2 separate regions of the Mus musculus genome follow, and region 1 is linked to region 2. Evidence: chromatin contacts called from public HiChIP or PLAC-seq data. All regions are on one chromosome and are shown on one strand. The core of a region is the stretch at or near the end of the contact, and the rest is flanking DNA. Distances in the headings are between cores, read along the strand shown. Region 1 holds the start of Bola1 (bolA-like 1 (E. coli)). Region 2 overlaps Vps45 (vacuolar protein sorting 45).

What was found. HiChIP or PLAC-seq counts read pairs in DNA pulled down with a chosen protein or histone mark.
Region 1: a contact with region 2 is called in a FOXA1 HiChIP or PLAC-seq map of pancreatic cancer cells. The contact joins the promoter of Bola1 here to the enhancer-like site in region 2. A contact is called at or near these places in 1 of 39 promoter capture datasets (the C10 cell line), 2 of 115 datasets of contacts at active chromatin or transcription factors (bone marrow-derived macrophages and pancreatic cancer cells) and 2 of 9 other capture datasets (liver and pancreatic islet).

Annotation. Positions count from the first base shown.
Region 1 is chr3:96,196,039-96,199,371 of GRCm38.p6, forward strand. Bola1 (bolA-like 1 (E. coli)) reads right to left here and starts at 1,548. Exons shown (of 2, transcript NM_026975.2): 1 at 1,512-1,548; 2 at 550-1,241. The coding sequence starts at 1,238. The coding sequence ends at 825.
Region 2 is chr3:96,015,880-96,018,883 of GRCm38.p6, forward strand. All of the region lies in intron 14 of Vps45 (vacuolar protein sorting 45), which reads right to left. Among named protein-coding and RNA genes, the nearest start is that of Plekho1, 22 kb to the left of the region's middle. Within about 2 kb of position 1,307, at least 41 of the 459 cell types and tissues checked have an H3K27ac peak or open chromatin away from gene starts, as enhancers often do. A contact at or near this core is called in bone marrow-derived macrophages and pancreatic cancer cells, where this site is marked.

The DNA.
Region 1 (3,333 bases), core at 298-2,797, 180 kb after region 2:
GGAATTAAAGGTGTGTGTAATTATTAAAGGTGTATTATATGTAAGTACATGGTAGCTGTCTTCTGACACTCCAGAAGGGGGCGCCACATCTCATCACGGATTGTTGTGAGCCACCATATGATTGCTGGGAACTGAACTCAGGACTTTCGGAAGAGCAGTCAGTACTCTTAACCACTGAGCCATCTCCATTCCCCAAACCTAGCCAATGTTTATTTCGGTTCTTTTCCTGCTTCAAATGCAGGAATTCCCTCTTTTCCGGGTTAATTTTGGTATCCTTGCAAAACCCAGATAGTTCACTTCCTCACAAATCCCTTCTCTAGCCTACAGGTAATTTTCTTCTCATAAGAACGTCTGTAGGGACCTAACAGCTGTGTAAACCTGATGGCCTCTCTGAGTTCAATTCCAGAACCATGCAACTGGGGGAGGAGTAACTCCGAAAATTACTCTCTGACACCCAAGTGCGCAGTGGTGTTATGCAACCTCCCCCAGCCCCCATATGCACTAATGATGTGTAGCTCCAATTTAACAGGTATTAAGAGCACCGTTTGACCTCATGCACCAGCTTCTCTTTTATTATCATGGCCCTTTCCGATTCATCAGGACCTTTCTCTAGTCTAGCCCAGGCAAGGGCAAGAGGGAGGGAGTGGCTGCTCTCTCCCTGGGCTAGCTTAGCTTTCACCAGAGGTGTCTTTGCCTCTGCATGGTGTTCATTAGCAGAAAAGGCAGAGCTCCTGGTCCGTACAAATCAAGGAATAAGGTAGTAGTGATGTAGTAGTTTATTCTCAGTCGACCCATTCGGATCGTTCTCCCAATCCAGGTATTTATTAAGAGGTCCCTCGAGTTTTCTTGCTCCCACCTAGGCAGGGGGGACTAATGTCCAACTGTGGGTTTTCTCTCCACTGGGCGGGGGTCTTCGCCTGGATGGCCAGGGCATGTACCGGTCCAGCCAGCTCCTCCGACAGTGCCTCGTGGACCAACCGGTGCCGTTGCAAGGGGCTCATCCCCTCGAAACGAGAGCTCACCACCGCCACGCGAAAATGCGTCTCGCTGCCTGCTGGGACTGCGTGGCCACCGCTCTCGTTGCGCAGCTCCAGTACCTCGGGGCTCAGGGCTTGCTCCAATTTGGCGCGAATAGCGGCTTCCACTGGTCCTGCAGCCGCAGATCCCGCGCTGCCCCGCGATACACACGAGCGCGTGGCCATGGAGACCATGCACTGGGCCGATCGCGCACTTAGCATTCGCTGCGGAGAAACGAAGGACACGGGACTGAGTCCACACACCCTGCCCACGCACCCCAGACAAGCACACCCTGGAACCGCCTCTACTCTGCGTGGCGGGTTAACGCGGCTTCTACGCCGGTAGCGGAGAGACAAAGGCGATTGAGCGGCCAGAGCGCTAGGCACTAAGGGCACTGGGAAAGCATGGCTGGGAGCTGAAAAATGGAAAATGTACAACTTGGTCCTTTTGGCTGAGTCAGAGCCCTATCGTCTCTCCGAACCCTAGGGTGGTACCTTTGTACTTGCTGCGCAGCCTGCTGTACCACCGCTTGATCTAACAACCGAATTTCCGGTCGGACCACGCAAACGCCGCGTCAGGAGGCTCGCTAGGAAACGCAGTCCGGTTGCGTCTGGCAGGCGTTACCCAGTACCCAGAGGTTTTATGGGAATTGTAGTCCCTGCTTCTCCCGACCGGTAAAATCCTGCAAAGTCGGGAAATTAGAGCAATAAAAACAAAAGTGTTTCCTGTAAATTTAAGATGGTTGCACCAGATTTGTAGCTTCTTGATCTATAACCCAAATAGCTTAAGTCATTTGTATGTAATTAATAAAAAAAGAAGTCTCATGTAGCCCAGGTTGGCCTTTACCACTCTAGAAATGTCCATTATTTCCTGATCCTCCTGCCTCTACCTCCTACCTGCTGGGATTACTGTCCTGGGTTATTGATAGAGTGCTTCCATAGCAAAAACAGATTCTTATGAGATTACAGCGGACCTTGCTCAATTCAGAGGGGAATGTCTGCTGGGACAGTTTTCTTCCCAAGATAATCTGTCCTGCCCCAAACAGAGAATTCCAGTGAGAAGGAAAATGAAGATCGTCACACAGTTCCCTAAGAGCTGCACTAACTTGCCTTGCCCCCGCGCGCTTCTGTGTAGGACCCCAGCTTTGTTCCTTTCGGAGATTCCTTTGTTCCTGAGAGAGATAGAATAAAGACAGCCCTGCTCTCAGAGTTTACAAAGCACTAGAGAAATAGTCATAATGTTCATTGTGATACCGTGTGTCAAGTGTGTGGTGGAAATACACACAGTTTACTGTAAGCATATTACCTACACGTGAGGACCAAAGAAATGACAAGAGACTTCTTAGAGCAGTGTAGGAGAAACAAGAAGACCACTTTCTCACCTCATTTGGTCAGGATGTGGTAACTGAATGAAATCAGCACATGACTGCAGTCTCCCCTCCCCTAGCCTGAAACCTGCTTGCTCAGGGGTGGAGCTTCCTGCTCATTCGTTCTGCCACGCCCACTGCTGGAACCTGCGGAGCCACACACGTGCACCTTTCTACTGGACCAGAGATTATTCCGCGGGAATCGGGTCCCCTCCCCCTTCCTTCATAACTAGTGTCGCAACAATAAAATTTGAGCCTTGATCAGAGTAACTGTCTTGGCTACATTCTTTTCTCTCGCCACCTAGCCCCTCTTCTCTTCCAGGTTTCCAAAATGCCTTTCCAGGCTAGAACCCAGGTTGTGGTCTGCTGGCCGGACACAACACATGACCACTCCAAGGAATGGCTGAGGCAGTTCCTACTCTGTGTGTGAGGGAGAACACAGCCAGAGGCATCTGGAAGGGTCTAGTGCAGGAAGAAAATAGAGCAAGCTAAACAGCAGACTGAACAGGGCTATGAAGGGAGAGGAGGGGAGGGAGAGTGAGAGATGGAGAGAGAGAGAGAGAGAGAGAGAGAGAGAGAGAGAGAGAGAGAGAGAGAGAGAGAGAGAGAGAGAGAGAGAGAACCAGAGCCAGAGCCAGAGTCAAGAGAACCAAGAAAGCTCATGGCCAAAATGGCTGGGTTATATAGTATAGGAGTCAGAAGCTGGAGAAGGGAAGGGAAGCCCTGAGCTGGAGCAGTTTGGAGATAGGGTGAAAAGAGCTAAGGAAAGCCATAGATAACGAGTTCTGCTGCCAGCGTGTACTTTGGTGTAATAGAAACCATAGTTACCTATTTGTCCCTGGCTTCTTTGGGACCCAACAGCAGCCTTGTCTTTGGGCTGTCCTGAAACTCATAATGTATACTAGGCTGGCCTCAGACTCTGTAGATCAGACTGGCCTTGTTTGAACCCA
Region 2 (3,004 bases), core at 57-2,556:
TGCCTCCACCTCAGGAGTGCTGGAATTAAAGGCGTGCACCACCACACCCAGCCTCAAAGAACACTTGTCAAAAGTAACAAGTGAAAATAATCTCACTGGCTCTTAAGTGCCGAACAGAAATTATCAGCCAAATTATTTTTATAAGGATTTCCCCTCCCTCCTTCTCTGTTTCTAAAAAAATTCATTTTATTTATTTATTTATTTATTTATTTATTTATTTATTTATTTATTTATTTATTTATTTATTTAATTTAAGATTGGGTCCTCTGGAAGAAGAATAGCAAGTACTCTTAACTGCTAAGCCATCTCTCCAGTCCTCAGCACAGAATTCTGAACTTAGCAGGAGTTTTACACATGTCAAAGTGACTAACAGCGGGAAGAAGGGTGTTCTTTGGTAAAAGTAAAATTGTACCAAAGAGAAGACCAGAATGAAAGAAAGAAACTGGACAGAGAAGACGGACAAGCGGAGGTGATCTATTTGGGAGGGAAAGTTGAGTCAAACTGAGTTTAGTCTCTATGGAGCAGGTGTGGCTCTGTGGGGTGTGGTGTAGTTCTGTGGGGATGGGGTGTAGTTCTATGGGGTGGGGTGTGGTTCTAAGGAGTGGGGTGTAGTTCTATGGGGGTGTAGTATAGTACTGTGGGGATGGGGTATAGTTCTGTGGGGGTGTAGTGTAGTTCAGTGGGGGGGTGTAGTAATATGGGGTGTGGTATAGTTCTAAGGGGTGTATTTTAGTTCTGTAGGGGTGGGGTGTGGTTCTATGGATTGTGGTGTAGTTCTATGGGGTGTGGTGTAGTTCTATGGGGTGTGGTGTAGTTCTATGGGGTATGGTGTAGTTCTGTGGGGGTGGGGGGTGGTTCTATGGGGTGTGGTGTAGTTCTATGGGGGTGTGGTGTAGTTCTATGGCATGGGGTATAGTTCTGTGGGGGTGGGGTGTAGTTCTATGGGTGGTTAGGGATAGAATGCTTGTAGCTCCAGACCTATAAAGTTTAGTCTCTATATCTATTTATTTATTCATTTATCTTCTTTTAAAATCTTTTGTTTTTGATACAAAGTCTTACCCTGTAGCCCTTTTGGTTTGAACTTGGTTGGCTATGAACTCAGACATTTGCCTGCCTCTGCTTCCCAAGTGCTGTGATTAAAAGAATGGACCACCATATCTGGCTAACAAATATCTTTTAAAATTAGATAAAATCAATTTATGGCAACAGAAATCCCATAAGCAGTGATGGCCTAGGGGTGACAAGCAGGCATACAAGGGGCATTTTTGAGGACACTGTTTACAGAGGTGAATCAGTGTGACATTTCACTGAGATGACTCTTCTATATGTAATGGCATGTATGTGGTACTACAGAAAGATGTCTTTGTCTCCATTCTTGGCACAGAGCTCCTAAAACCCTGGCATTTCCTGAGTGCCCTTTGTTTTAATGAAGCTACTCTTGTGGGCTTCAGGATTCAGAAAAGACCAAACCATGGTCAGAGTTTGGAACTTTTAGCCTGTGCCCTAACCTTTGAGAAAAGTGTCTAGAGTCTAAGTCACTAATGGCTAATGATTTATTCAGTCATATCCACATAATGGAACCCCGAGAACGTCATTAAATGAGAAAGTTCAAACATCTCTTTGGCTGGTGTGTGAAGCCTCCTCACTCTGTCCACTAAACCCTGCTCTCTCTGCACTTCCTTCTTGACGTTTCCTGAGTCATGTCCCTCTTAACACATTAGTAAATGTAGATAAAGTGGCTTCCTGGGTTCTGCACATGGTTCTAACATGTTTCCAAACCTAGAGAATGAGTCATGGCAATCCCAACTTGCAGCTGGTAAATCAGAAGGCTGGCATCTGAAGTGGGGCCCTCTAGGGGGGGTCTACCGCTAACTCTAGGTAGACACAGCAGAACCAAGTGAACTGTTTAGCATCCAGACAGACAGCGTCCAGAGAAGCCAAAGCATGGGGTTGAAGTGGTACCAGGCACTTGGTGTCAGGAGGAAAAAAAAAACCTATCTATATAACATCTATAAAAGCTATAAATCTCCATCACACAGTTTAAACCAAAATGAAATTCTGATAGATTGCTAAGATGCAAGTTTAAATATGAGCCCTAAAAGTAATAGTAAAAATGTTAGCATTTATAAGTTTGATTGGGAAAGAACTTTTTCTAAGTATAACATCAAAGGCAGAAATCACTAGTAGCTTAACTAATAAAAAATTGAAAATAATAGCAACAACAATGCAGTTTTTAATACTAGAACATAGAATAATATGTAGCAAAACCTCTGGGGCTGGAGAGACAGCTCAGCGGTTAAGAGCATTTGTCCTTGTAGAGGCCCCAGGTTCGGTCCCCAAAACCCACAGGACAGCTCACAACCACTCTTACGCAGTTCCAGGGGATTTGGAACCTTCCTCTGACTTCTTTGGGCACCAGGTACACACATACTAAGCATATTTAGAAACAAAACATTCATTCACAAAAATTAAATAAATAAATATTAAAGAAGATCAAATAGTAGAAAAATTGTGAAATAGAAGATTCATGGTTAATATTCTTAGTTATACATATAGACATATAAAAACAAGAAAAACAGAAGAATACCTTAATTATAAAGTGGGCAAGGACATTACCCAGCAAGTCACACACACTATAAACTTGTATGTGCTAGCACATTCTGGACACTGGCAAAGGGGCTAATTCACAAGAAGGGTTCAGGGAAGCTGGGGTTAAGCCCAGGCAGCCCTGCTGCTCCAAGGTCTGTCAGCGGACACTGATGATCTACTCAGCACTAACAATCTCTCAGTGCTGGGGCTGGGGGCTCTTCCTTCTCTGTATACTTCCTGAACTAAAAAAATGAAACCCTTTACAAAAGCTGCACGCCACTTCCATAATGAAGGTAAAATTATGTTTATAAATCACAATGGTATGCAATGAAAGAACATGGAAATCCTGTCACGACTCCCAGTTACCCAAAGCCACATATGTCAGCACAGACCCTCGGAGCAGACACTGAATTCA